Regions from separate parts of the Mus musculus genome. Here all the other regions are linked to region 2. Evidence: chromatin contacts called from public promoter capture Hi-C data. All regions are on one chromosome and are shown on one strand. The core of a region is the stretch at or near the end of the contact, and the rest is flanking DNA. Distances in the headings are between cores, read along the strand shown.

The links. Promoter capture Hi-C pulls out the DNA fragments that hold promoters and counts their contacts.
Region 1: a contact with region 2 is called in a promoter capture Hi-C map of pre-B cells, with 2.6 times the contacts expected there. The contact joins the promoter of Evi2b here to the promoter of Nlk in region 2. A contact is called at or near these places in 4 of 39 promoter capture datasets (the C10 cell line, the HPC-7 cell line, hippocampal neurons and 1 more), 2 of 115 datasets of contacts at active chromatin or transcription factors (double positive thymocytes and large pre-B cells) and 1 of 9 other capture datasets (adipose tissue).
Region 3: a contact with region 2 is called in a promoter capture Hi-C map of pre-B cells, with 5 times the contacts expected there. The contact joins the promoter of Rab11fip4os1 here to the promoter of Nlk in region 2. A contact is called at or near these places in 2 of 39 promoter capture datasets (liver and pre-B cells).

What each region holds. Positions count from the first base shown.
Region 1 is chr11:79,520,907-79,525,197 of GRCm38.p6, forward strand. Evi2b (ecotropic viral integration site 2b) reads right to left here and starts at 2,856. Exons shown (of 2, transcript NM_001077496.1): 1 at 2,706-2,856. All of the region lies in intron 36 of Nf1 (neurofibromin 1), which reads left to right. Evi2 (ecotropic viral integration site 2) reads right to left here. Exons shown (of 4, transcript NM_146023.4): 3 at 2,706-2,829.
Region 2 is chr11:78,694,136-78,698,769 of GRCm38.p6, forward strand. It overlaps Nlk (nemo like kinase), which reads right to left and starts at 3,290. Exons shown (of 11, transcript NM_008702.3): 1 at 1,674-3,290. The coding sequence starts at 2,131.
Region 3 is chr11:79,620,525-79,624,860 of GRCm38.p6, forward strand. Rab11fip4os1 (RAB11 family interacting protein 4 (class II), opposite strand 1) reads right to left here and starts at 2,639. Exons shown (of 3, transcript NR_003283.1): 1 at 2,376-2,639. It overlaps Rab11fip4 (RAB11 family interacting protein 4 (class II)), which reads left to right. Exons shown (of 15, transcript NM_175543.3): 3 at 1-31.

The DNA of each region.
Region 1 (4,291 bases), core at 1,606-4,105, 830 kb after region 2:
TGACCATCCAGGACAGAGGCTACATGACCAGTCCTCAATCCAGGCTCCATTCAGCTTCCCCTACCCTCACTGCCCTGCCACAACCCAGAGGTAACCCTGACAACCACAGAGACCTAGGAACAGTCTATGTAGGACCTTTCTTAGAAAGCCTTTACTCTCCTGCTCAGGGAAAGCTAGATTTCTCAACCTTATTATAGCAATACTTCTCTCTATTTAAATTCTGAGGTTTAAATCTGCATTTTGGTTCTTTGTTTTTTTTTTTGTTTGTTTGTTTGTTTTTGTTTTTTGTTTTTTTAAAGGGAAAATGTACATATTTTTAGTGACTTCGTATGCACCGAGACAATGAGATCGGAACTCATGGTGGCCTGTCGCATACTGCCAGGGCTACAGTGATTGCCTGCCATGCACATGGCCCTGAGTTTGGTCCCCATTACCACAAAATTACCTAAGAAAAATTAATGCTGTTCAATTGGCTATCATAAGAAATACATATCATTTTAATAAGGAATTGATGAACTTAGGAAAACATTCCTTAGGGAAAAAAGGTAAGTGTAGATAGTTATGTCAGAGTTTGTCTTTGAACTGTGCATGGTGTCTTAGGCCTTTAATTCCAGCACTGGAAGTAGAGGTAAATGGATCTCTGTGAATTTGAGGCCAGCCTGGTCTACTTAAGGAGGCCCAAACCAGCCAAGGCTAGATAGTGATAACCTGTCTCAAATAAACAAACAAAATTAGATCTTTCAGTTATTTTGATATAAGAAAAATAAGTATAGCTGGGTGTGGAAGCTTATACCTCCATTTCTGGAGGCAGAGGCAGGGAGGTCTTAGAGTTAGAGGCCAACCAGGTCTGCTTGTGGGTTCCAGGCTAACCAAGGTTATATTGTAGGGAGACCCTGTCCCCAAAAACCAAAATCAAAAGCAACAAGTAAATTATAGTACACATATAAGAGGTAGGCACATAGTACTAGTGCTGTCTCTAAACTAGTGAGATTTTAAAACCATAGTAGGAAGAAACCAGAAAAGGAAATCAATCTCAAATTACAAGTAGTATTTTATGGCCATTTTTTATCAGTAAAAATAGCTACCATTGCTGAACACCAGAAAATTCCTGAGTAATAAGATTTATTTGCATGACCTAGGTGGTTGTATTTTCATCTTCCAAGTTTTAAAAAAAAAAGAAAGAGAGAGAGAGAGAACTTGGTTAACTTGACAAGCTGTCACAGCCCTAGTGGTGGCACAGTATGAAACCATGCTGCCCTGAGCCTTGGACTTCTGCTACATGCTGGAGCCTTTGTAGAATTATGAACAAGAAAGGCAGAGGAGAGGCAGAGAGGCAGAGGCCTAGGCAGAGCCAGGCAGATCTCTCTGTGAGTTCAAGGCCAGCCTGATTACAGAGTTCCAGGACTTTAATTAATTAATTAAACCAGGATGCTATAAAGAAAAGTTATGTTGATAAAGTGTTAAAATAGGACCTAACCCACTTCCAAATTATTTTTCTTTGGGATTGCAGGTCTTTGGAAGCTCAGTGCATTTTTATTTATTTTATGTAATTGTTCCATTTAGTCACAAGGCAAGTATCTTTTGTATATACCAACAAGTTTTTACAAAACGTTCTTTCTGTGAATGTTTCTTTCTGTTCATATTCTTCACTAACAGGTCAGCTCAGAGTATGTGGCATAAGCACACATGTGAATATGCACATACCCACTTTATCATAATATTTTTTCCTTATGGAACTTTTACCTTATTTTTTTTTTTTTTTTTTGGTTTTTTCGAGACAGGGTTTTTCTGTATAGCTCTGACTGTCCTGGAACTCACTTTGTAGACCAGGCTGGCCTCGAACTCAGAAATCCACCTGCCTCTGCCTCCTGAGTGCTGGGATTAAAGGCATGCGCCACCATGTCCGGCCTTATGGAACTTTTAAAATGACATAATATATGTCATAATTATTACTTAAATATAAAATTTATTTTATACAAAAATGACATCTAATTTAATTTCTCTTTAAGTTAAAACGAAGGTGACCATTGATGGTTTATAAACTAAAGTGTTAGACAAAAATAATTTATGCCAGTAATGGTAGTGAATGCTTTTAATCCTAGTAACTTGTGTGTTGGAGACAGAAAGATCTGAGTTAGAAGCCGGCCTGGGCTGCATGTAAAAGCACTGACTTTTTTTTTTTTTTTCTTTCTAAATAGTGGGGAAAATACTGATGAGATAATCTAAATCTATAGGAATAGACAGTCTGTGTAGAAAGTAACTTAGACTCTGTCCCCTCTCTGTTTACAATGCCAGGCCAAACCCCAGGCCTTATACATGTGGGGCAGGCTCTGCCCCAGCTTGAGAATTTTTTAAACAATATTTTAGAGATTGTAAATTTAGTCAAAGCCTGTAGAATTTAATTTTATTTTTAACTCTTGCCTTACTTAAAATTATTAAAGTGATTTAACAAATATTTTGACTGAGTAAACTTCAAAGGGCTGATAATATTAAAATCTTGATAAAAATCTTTCAGACAGTATCAACCCTGAGTATAAATTTATAAAATTCTGCACAGCAGGACCACAGAAACTTTCTGTAGACATCTTTAAACTGTTGAGAGCTGAATTCAACTAAGTATGAAACACTAATACTGTTTTAGTTTTTAAAATAAATAAGCAAAACTGAAATCAGAAATCAGAGGGCCTGTGTCCAGGTGTGCTTACCTGTGAACTTCTTTCGCAGAATGTAAATTCTTGTTCTAACAGGACATGTTGGTGATTTGGCTGAGAGAGCAAAGGGGTGTTTCAGTGCGGATTAACGGTGGTCTCCAGCGCACTGAGACGGCTTCTGTGCAGCAGAGGAAGTTTATCAGTAGCCGTTACAGGAAGTGCAATATGCCACAGAATGACTAAGAGTTTGCTCCTTCACCAGAGCGTATTTTGAAACACAATCTATATAACTTTAAGTGCTTGTAGCTGATGTTTGTAACTGATCCCTGACTCTCCAGGCATGGGGATCCATAATCTAAAAATTTAGGACGGAGTCTTGCCTGAGAAATTATCTATTCTGAGGTAAATTCTGAGGGATATTTCTTATTAGAAGAAATGAATGTTGTGTAGGTCTCAGGCAAGTCAGTGCCTTCTCACTCACCATTTCCTCCTCTAAAAACCTACTGTTTTGGAACATTGTGAGCACTGGGTAAGATGACACCTCCCATGGCAGGTGAGCCGTGCATGTGAGTGTTACTCCTTCATCGGTAGCTTAAATTGACTCCATGAGGATAACTGAATTATTCTGTGTCTGCCACCCAACTTCATCTTTGATTGCAGAAAATGGGAGCAACTGTCTGAAGTCATTTCCAATCAGGTCTGTTTTACCCTTGAAGAAGACAAGCAGAGCCTGGCATAATGATGCATGCCTGTAATCTCAGCATTTTAGAGGCAGAGCAGGAGGCTCTCTGGTGTGTTGGAGATCATCACACACAGTGACTTTGAGGCCAGCCTGAATTACAGAACAAACAAAACCCCTCACTCCACCCCCAGACCTTATAACCACAAAAGGACTAGGGCAGAGCAGCCAGAAGAGATGTGAGAGAAAGAAAGACATTCATGATGCTCTGGAGAGTAAAAGTGAAAGGGGAAAGTCTGCTTGCCCTCTGTGCTTTAATTTTCATTTTATCGACACTTTGCTTTATCTGGTTATGATTTACTAAACATTTAGGGAGAGGAACTTTTTTTTAAAACTAGTAGTAAATTCATGAGAAAATTTGTATCAGCAGTTAAGAGCACTGACTGTTCTTCCAAACAACCAAGTTCAGCTCCCAGCACCCACATGGAAGCTCACAACCATCTGTAACTCCAGTCCTAGAGAGGATCTGGTGCTCTCTTCTTGCCTCTGTGGGCACCAGACACATATGTAGTGCATAGACACATATGCAAGCAAAATACCCATACACATTAAAAAAGATAGAAAGAAAATAATTTGATTTCATGTGCCTCTCAACACACAGTTCATTTAAAGATGTAACCCAGAATTTGAAGTAACAGAGTTGACAGAGGTAAATGTGATGGTCAAGGGTAACACCATCGGGCTGCAGAGATGGCTCAGCAGTTAAGAGCACTGACTGCTCATCAGAAGGTCCTGGGTTCAAGTCCCAGCAACCACATGGAGACTCACAACCATCCATAATGAAATCTGACATCCTCTTCTGGTGCATCTGGAAACAGCTACAGTGTACTTATATATAATAAATAAATCTTTTATACGGGGGAAAAAGGTAACATCATCTAGGAAGTTAGGAAGAAACACC
Region 2 (4,634 bases), core at 2,040-4,539:
TTTCTACTCTTGCCATAAAACTGACGTTAAAACTTCTGCAAGTCACATGGCCTTTTGACAGAAAGGTAGTGAACTCGAGAATGCTAAAAAAAAAAAAAAAAAAAAAAAAAAGCTCCCTTTCTGTATCCCTTAAGTTTTCAGCATTGGACACAACCCCATCTTAAAAAAAAAAAAAAATCCAGATACTCAAAGTTTGTGAAACAATGACAAGAGTTAAAGCAGGAAACCAGTTTTCTCCTGCTCTCCTCCCATCCCCGCCTAGTTGGGAAACCCTCAAGGGTTAGGCAAGGAGTGGAAGTGCCTAGTGAATTCCCTGGGGAAGGTGCTCTGGAAGAGAAGAGGAAGGCAGGAATAGTCAGGTCCCCGAACAGTCACTTAGAAGAACCCATTATGGCTACACTCTTCCCCACCAGCAATCCCACAGTCCCTGGAGAAGAAGGAAGGCAGCAATAACCTCCTTGCAGGCTGGCTGAGAAAAACTGAACTCTACGTTGTTGGGTTTTTTGTTGTTCTGTTTTCGTTTTAAGGAGAATTAAGAATCAGCTCACTTAGGTGCCAAGACTTTAACTTCTGGAATCAGATAGCTAGCTATTACACAAATAATATCTAGCTGAATTTTAGCCTTCAAAACAAAGAAAGGAATTTATTTATAGGCAAATTTTAAAGATTTCTTTTTTGTGATGGGGACTTCCCTGGACATTAAGAATCTATGTTTACATACACTGAAAATCTGAAATCATCTCTCCACCCTGGAATTGTTAATCCTTGGGAGGAAAAACTAAGAAAAAGAAAAGCTCAGCTCATTCTATATAGGATAGAAGTAAATGCACTATAAGCTACCAATCTTCCTATGGAGGGCAAGTTGACAAAGACGTTGCATTTAACAAATCTTTAGACGTTTAAACATATCTGACCATTAACAAAAGTCAAGCAGCTTCATTTGTTAAAAGTACACTTCCCACCATAGCAGCTGGCCAATAGTCAGCAACACATTACATGGAATGTGGGCCACTGCGTAGCTCCAGTCTACTAACCTCATTTGTGCTACTCATGTGTGATGCTATATTTAATGCATTCTTATCAGAAGGCTAAGCTACAGACTTCCCAACTTAAGCTTTATGGTTTAAAATAAAACTACTCAAGTGATGATTTTTAATGGGTTTAACAATGAAACCTACCTTTCTTCCCAGGGCCAAGATCACAAAACAAGGTATGAAAAGATATAGTGGGCAGGAAAGTTGACTGCATTAAATATATTCTGCTGAGGACTAGTATAAAGCAATCAAGCTGGGGGTCAGCTGTTGACACCTGCTGTAATTGAGCAGCCAATCCAAACTACCACACTTGAGATGGCCAAGGTCTTTGTAGGAGGTATTTCACACATTTACCTGCTGATCTTACACTCAGTAGCTCTCTGAGTGAGGTTCTTGGAAGGCAAGTTCATCAGTCTGCAAACTTGTGTCACTCTGGAGAAAATGCTCCACTACCATTTGACATGACTCAAAAAGCACGGGCCTAGAGTGCCAGTGCACTAGGCCTCATCGTCATCCAGGAGGATGGCTCCCTCAAGTTGAGTGGAAAAGCTCGCTCTACTTTGGTCAAGATGGGAGTAAAACCAATGAAGCATGGCTTGCCCCGTAAGAACCATGTGGAGTTGTGGTTTTGATACTCACCAGACAACGCCAAAGGCTCCATATCCAATTGGTCTATCCGGCTCAATGTCCAGCTGCTGTTGCGGATGATGCGAGTGCTGATGATGGTGCGCCTTAACTGTAGCAGCTGCAGCAGCCTGTACCTGAGCTGGGGCTGCTGCGGCTGGCCCAGGAGCCTGACCCGGTGCCGGGGATGGGAAATATGGCTGTTGTTGCCCAGGGTTTAACATGGCTGCGGCTGCAGCTGCTGCGGCGGCTGCCGCAGCTGCCGAAGACGTATGCTGCTGGACTGGGTGTACGGCAGCAGCCGACCCCGGATGAAGGTGGTGTTGAGGGTGGTGGTGGTGGTGAAGGTGAGGAGGAGGAAGGTGTGGAAGGTGGTGATGATGGTGGTGGTGGTGACCTGCTGCAGCTGCAGATGTACCGCCATTGTAAGCCGCCATCATTTTTGCGTTGGCTCTTGTGCCACAAAGAGACATTCAAAAAAATGCCCTTTGATTGGAAAGCAAACTGGGTCAAGCTGTCATTTGGCCATTTAAAAAAATGAAGAAAAACCACTCACTCCACCTCAAAAAACATAGAGCGGAACTGGCTTTATGTCTTCATCGGTCAATCCAGACAAGTTTGACAATCTTGGGTGTTCGATTTGGGGGTGAGAGTGTGTGGAAGGGTATGGGTTGTCAAAATAAAAGTTAAGAACATAAAATAAGAAGAAAAAAAAAAGGAAAAGAAAAAGGGAAAAGGGCCCCTTCCCCCCAGGATTCCTGCCACAAGTGGATACTAAAACTCCATTCTTAATGGGGGGGAGGTTCCAACTTTGAATGTGGGAATAAAGGCCAAACCTCCCGACCCCCTGAACTCCGCACACGAAAAGGATCTGGTAACACGCCACCCTTGGAATCTTGTAAGAGGGTTGACTCATCTACCCCTTCCATTCCCACATCCTTTTCTAAACACCTCCCACCTCCTCAAAAACACAATTAAAAAAAAATTCCAACCACTCTAAATCAAAAAAGATGAGGGGAAATTATCAGGGAAACCAGCTTCCAGCTTCCCTCCCCTCGAACTCTCAGGCCTTCCTACATCGCCCCCTACTCCGAGTCTGGTTGACCTGATTGGGGGGACTGAGGAGATGTACCAAACTTTCCTAGGCAGAATGAGCCAGGGAAGGAGGCTGGAGGAAGAGAGTGAGGCGAAGAGGCGACAGGCAGGACAGAAGAGGAGAGAGAAAACCCCGGCAAAAGTGAAGGGAAGAAGGTGCAGGGAGGGAATGAAAGAGCGGTGGGCAGTACTCGGACGCCCAGACACAGGGAACCGCCCCGGAGGAGGTTAGGGTCCCGGGGCCAAAGAATAGGAGCCCCGGGAAGCGGGCGGGGGACGGTCGGAAGCAGGCTGACTCCTGCCCCCGCCGCCGCCGGCTTGTGCTGAGGAGGGTTGGGGGGGAGAGCGGGTGGGTCCCCCGCGCGACGGCCCCTGCAGGGCTCAAGGCTGCTCCGTCTCCCCCCCTCCCCCCCACCCGGCTTCCGTGCCCACGGTCGCTTTCTCCACAGCCGCCGTGACCGCTTTCTCTTCAGCCGCCGCCTTCTCAGCCGCCGGTGCCGCCGCGGCCGGACTCACCTCCCCTAGCAAAGCCGGATAGAGCGGAGCCAGCGGCGGACACGCGCAACCAGCCGCCGAGGCCCCGCCCCCGCCTCACACTGACCGGCTGCCCTAGCCAATCCACGCCCACCTGTCCGCGTCCGCCTCCAATCCCTGGCCGGAAGCTTCAGACAGGCGCACTGGTCGACCAGTGGCAACCAGGTGTGGGTCTCCTGGGGAAATCCCGCCCCCGGTTCAGGATGGGCAGACAGACAGACCAATAAAAAGGCAAATCTTGGCCTGACCGACAAGACTGAAAGCCAATTAAAAATCAAAAATCTCCGTGACTTTTTTTTTTTTTCTTTCGCCTCTCTCCTCTTTTCTTTTTCTTCTTTTATTTTTTTTTTATTTTTTTATTTTTGGAAAGAGCAGGAAGCTGCGTGCTAATCCCGCCTGCAAGAGCTAGAAGAGAGGGGCGGAATGAGGAAAAAAACCAATCACGAGCCAGGAACAAAGAACAGAGAAACCAATCCTTGGGTTGAAGACTAAGTGGGATGGAACTGAGTACAAATAGATATATAATTGGACAAATGGGGGAAAAAAGATTGACATAGGTCCCGCCTTTCGTATGTCCCATTGGATAGCATTGTGGAGAATTTGCTGTCATATCGGAGACGACATCTTCAGGAGGCGGGGCTAAGAGAGAGGTGTGGTTTTGATGTGGGCGGGACTTAGGCGGAGAAGGCGGAGTCTAAATTATCACTGGTCCATTGATAGGAGCCATCTACAACTCTTTCTAAGGTACAAGATATGGGAAAAAATAGAAGGAGCAAAAAGGCATGTTAAGCTTCAAAAACTCAAGGTTTCGTAATACGAAACAAAGTAGACTCATCAGTTAAGCTTGATTTTGACCAAAAAGAGGCTTTATTTTCAGTATACCAAGACTGCAAAATTTATACAAATTAAAAACCAGGGGAAAAAAAAAACACGTTAAAGCCCCTAAACAGTAATAATCTCCCAAAGTTTTCTGGTCAAGTAAGTTCCATTCATTGAAATTTTACTAGAAGAACATCATTCTTTGATATTACTTTGCTTAACCTAAATTTATTCTTAAATACTAGGCTAACAGACATTCTTTTCAATAAAACTGTGTATCAAAACCTAGAGGCCATTTTTGATTCCTCTTTTGCCTGTCCACTCTTCCCTTTCCTATCAAGAAAGTAGTCTTAAACACCTTTGAGCTCCTCTCCACTTCTACTCCTCAATTTGCATTACCTGACTGTAACACCAATAGTGTATTTAATGCATCTCCCTGCCTACAGCTCCCTGATGGGCTGTTGAGGACATAGTAAACTTTTCAGCTCCCATCATCTGTAAAAGGTGAAGTACTGCCTGTAAAATTGT
Region 3 (4,336 bases), core at 1,389-3,888, 930 kb after region 2:
TTCTCCAGACATCCCAGACTGTGTGGAGCAGGTAAGGGCCCCTGCCTCAGCGCCTGCTGCCTTCCGCCACCCTCTGCATTTGCACCTGGGCTCAGCTTTGGAAGGTCTGGAAGGACTGGGCTTTCCACTAATGATCTTCTGGCATCAAAGTCAAAAGACAGCTACAGGATTGCTGAGTAAGGTAGCACCTGCCTCTAATCGTAATCCTCAGGAGGCTGAGGCAGGGGGACTGCCACAGGTTTGAGGCCAGCCTGGGCCACATAGCAAGACTGTCTCAAAATAATCAAGAAAAGAAAAAAATATCACTTTGGAATCGGTACAGTGAAGCCCTTAGGAAGTCTAGTGTGTACACACACACACTAAATATGTAATTAATTTTTTTTAATTTTAAAGTTAGTTTTCATAACCCAGTCTCTAGCCCCTCCTTCCGTCTAGAGGTGGGGAGTTAGAGGGGCTGAGAGTCCCAAGTGTGATATTTCTGTGACCAGCACCATCATGGGGCACCTAGAAACACCCTAAGTCATCTCAGTGACATAAACTCGGGTGTGGGTACCAGGCAGTGGTTAGGCAGAAAAGCCACTCCTTTAGGGAAATAACAAGGCCTCCAGAGCTCTGTGCCTCTTTGCATCCTGCTGATGTGGTAAATGCCATGACCAGAACCAAGTTAGGGAGACCACAACCCAGTACCAGCAGTCGTTCAAGGCAGGGATCTGGAGGCAGGAAGTGAAGCCAAGGCCATGGAGGTACCCTGCTTGCTGGTGTGCTCTCTGCTTCTGTTGAGCTAGCTTGGGGACAGCTGCCCTGGACTGGACCCTCCACCATCAATAAATAATAAGCTGTCTCACAGTCGTGCCCACAGCTCAATCTGATGGAGGCAAATCTTCAGCCGAGGATGTCCATTCTTCCCAGGTGTGTCGGGCTGACAACCAAGAGCAGCCATCATAGAGACCACCTTCATTTTGTATTTGCATATATCCTTGGCTTTAGTTGACCTCTAGTCTCCCCACTCCCTCTGCTCCTCATACTCACAGAAAGGTTCCTAGTTACACGTGTTCCGTTATTGCCTCTGCCCATTTCCCTTAAGGCCTCTCTTGTCCCTCTCTAGTTTCCTGGCTTCTATACACATTAGCTTCCACATAAATGCACAGAGTGTGTGTGTGTGTGTGTGTGTGTGTGTGTGTGTGTGTGTGTGTGTGTGTTTTAATTTATTCTGCTGTTATCGCCAAATGATCTGTTTATAATGCATTGGACTGTTTGCAAGCACAGCTGTGTACCACAGAGACAGTTTAAGTTGCACTATCCACAGTCTCCAGGGAACCTTCCGGCTGGATGAGGACTCTTTTGGTTTCTCACCCAAGTCAGCTCCAAAACCCCTCTGGCTCTGGGTAGTCCCTCATCCTGAGGCCACCTCCCTGAGAAATGGAAGAAGGCTAGAGCCATAGTATTCTGCGTGGTGGTGTCCAACTGGGCTTCGGCAGGGAGGAAGCTATATGAGGTGTCTGGTAATGCTGAGGGTGGCCAAACAGACCGTGTCGGAGAAAGCTAAGGCACTATCAAGAGACAGAAGTGTATCAATTCAGTTGAAGATTGCAGTTATGCGGGCTGAGTATATCCTGGTGTTAGATTATTTACCTAGGTTCTCATAATTGAGCCTGATCAGATTGAGACATACTTGCAACAATGGTTCTCAACCTTCCTAGTACTAGGACCCTTTCCTCATGTTGTGGTGACACTCACATCCATGAGGTCATTTTATTGCTACTTTATAGCTGTAATTGTGTTACTGTTATGAATTGTCATGTAAATGCCTGATATACAGGATCTGATATGTGTCCCCAAAAGGGTCAGAACCCACAGGTAAGAAACACTGACTTAGAAGATTAGGAAAGGCCATTCAGGGTGGGTTGGGGAGGGTGTTTTCAGAGAGGGTTAACTAAAAGGAGATGTGCCCTGAATATACAGGCCCCGCCATCCTGTCAGACGGAATGAAAGGACAAGAAAGGGAAAAGTCGGTAGATCAGGTTCACCACCACCACCACCACCACCCTGCCCTTCCCCACCATGAGGTATGACGCTTCTACCACACATTCCTACTGCCGTGTTACTCTGTCTTACCTCAGTCTCCAAGCAATGGATCCCAGTGAGACTCTGAAACCATGAGCCAAGATAAGTTCGTCCTCCCTCCCTCCCTCCCTCCCTCCCTCCCTCCCTCTCTTCCTCGAGTCCTTCATTGACAACAGGACTAACACAAGATCTAGGGCAGGAACAGGACAGTGGGTTTTGTAAGGTGGGAACAGTAACGGATCTGGTCATTCAGAGATTCACCATCTGACGATGACTTAATTCTAATACAACAGGGTTTATTAAATACTGACCGGGGAGCTGGAGAGATGACTCAGAGGTTAAGAGCATTGGCTATTTCTCCAGACGTCCTGATTTCAATTCCCAGCAACCACATGGTGGCTCATAACTATCTATATTGAAGTCTTCTGGCTTGCAGGCATACATGTAGGCAGAATGCTGTATATATTATAAATAAATTAATTAAAAAAATATACTGGCCAAGACCATTCCTGAGACTCAAGCTCAGAGAATGGCCCCCGAATTCCATTAGTCAGGAGTTTATAAAGGCAAAACTCACGAGGCTACAAACTTCCTGCCTTTGTCCAACCAGGGGCAGGCATATATCCTGACGTACTTCCTGCCTATGTACCTCCTCCGCCTACCCATGATCAAGTGCATATCCTGTGCAGTTGGGGCAACCAAGCTTGTTTACAGAAGTGAAAATGTGTGGTTTGTTATCGTACATAAACTACAGCATTTCAGGAAGTTATCTGTCCTTGAGCAAGTGGACCTTACAGGTTACAGGCTTTTGTTTTGTTTTGTTTTGTTTTGTTTTGTTTTGTTTTTTAGAGACAGGGTTTCTCTGTGTAGCCCTGACTGTTCTGGAACTCCCTCTGTAGACCAGAACGCCCTCAAACTGAGAGAGATCCCCCTGCCTCTGCCTCCTGATTAAAGGCATGCACTACCCCCTGGTGAAGCATTTCTGCTTTATATTTCTCTTAAGCACAGTAATTTAAACTTAAAACATAGTGTTGCTATCACAGGAATAAAGAAACTGAATAACAGGAACAAAAAGCTGATTGGCCAGCATCAAACTGCTATTTTGAAAGGGTTAAGGTAGCAGGAGACTCCCTTACCGTACCAGCTAAGACCCTCCTGATTTCCACATAGCAGTTTAGTTTCCGTCTTAGTGGCACGAGACACTGTCATGAGCAAGGCTCTTTCTGTCCAGTCTGCTTAGTGCAGATGCCTGCTCCTCACAAAGGGAACCTGTAAATTTTGTCTAACAATTTGAAGATGACAGAGACTAAACGTCCAGCCGCTGTGGGGCCAGGGTACAAGTCTGGTTCCAGACTGTGCTCAGCTTGAGAACCGTTAGGGGTAGACCTGGATAACCAGGCTCCAAGTGTGTGTAAGGCCAGCGCTGAGGGCTCCAGAACTGTTTTACTGTGTCCGGTCCATGAATGCATTCAGGACCAATGGAACCAGACCTGGGACAGAGAACCCCCAATGTGGGGCTGACACTAAGTGGCCCTGGACTCTTTTTGGGCCCAGCCTTTGTGGAGGGTGCAGAATGAGTAGGCGGTACCGTCATTTAAAAATGGGATCCGCACCTCACTAAGGCCACTGACTACCCATACAACTTCAGCAAGTTCCCCTCAACATCTCAGAACCTCAGTTTTCTTGGCCAAAAAGCAGGACTTGCCCAGCCAGGCTAGGTCTGATTTAATGCAAGGACAAATCAGGGATCCACAATCATCCGAGTCTCTGCATCCCCTTCACCCTTGAGGTCCAATGTTTCAAAGACATGTCAAAACGAAGCTTGCAGTGAGAAGTTGGAGAACAGAGATGCACTGAGGCCAAGAACCCCAGGGGTACCCAGGAGCAGGGACATGTTCCATGGGCTCCAGCAGCTTCCGTGGCATCCGTACTGTCTCAACCACAGCCAGAAAAGATGGTGCATTTAGCAAAGAGGGGAAGTAGGCTCGGAGGACCTGACCCTCAAGAGGGAATTCTTTATAAGCAATGGTCTTGTTGTATTGTTTTCCCAAAATCCAGAGGTCCCAGAGAGGCAGAAAGACGGAGCCAGCAATCTCAACAACCTGGCTCTTCCCGTCTCCCCTGTAGGACTGTAGAATGTGACTGTGAGTGTTATGCCTCTTCCAGGAAGACAAACCTCTTCCCATCCTCCACACAGCTCTGGCCAGAGCACCCACTGAGGCTGTGTATTCCTAGGCATGGCAGGTGACTTGGTTTGGCTTAGTCAGATAGC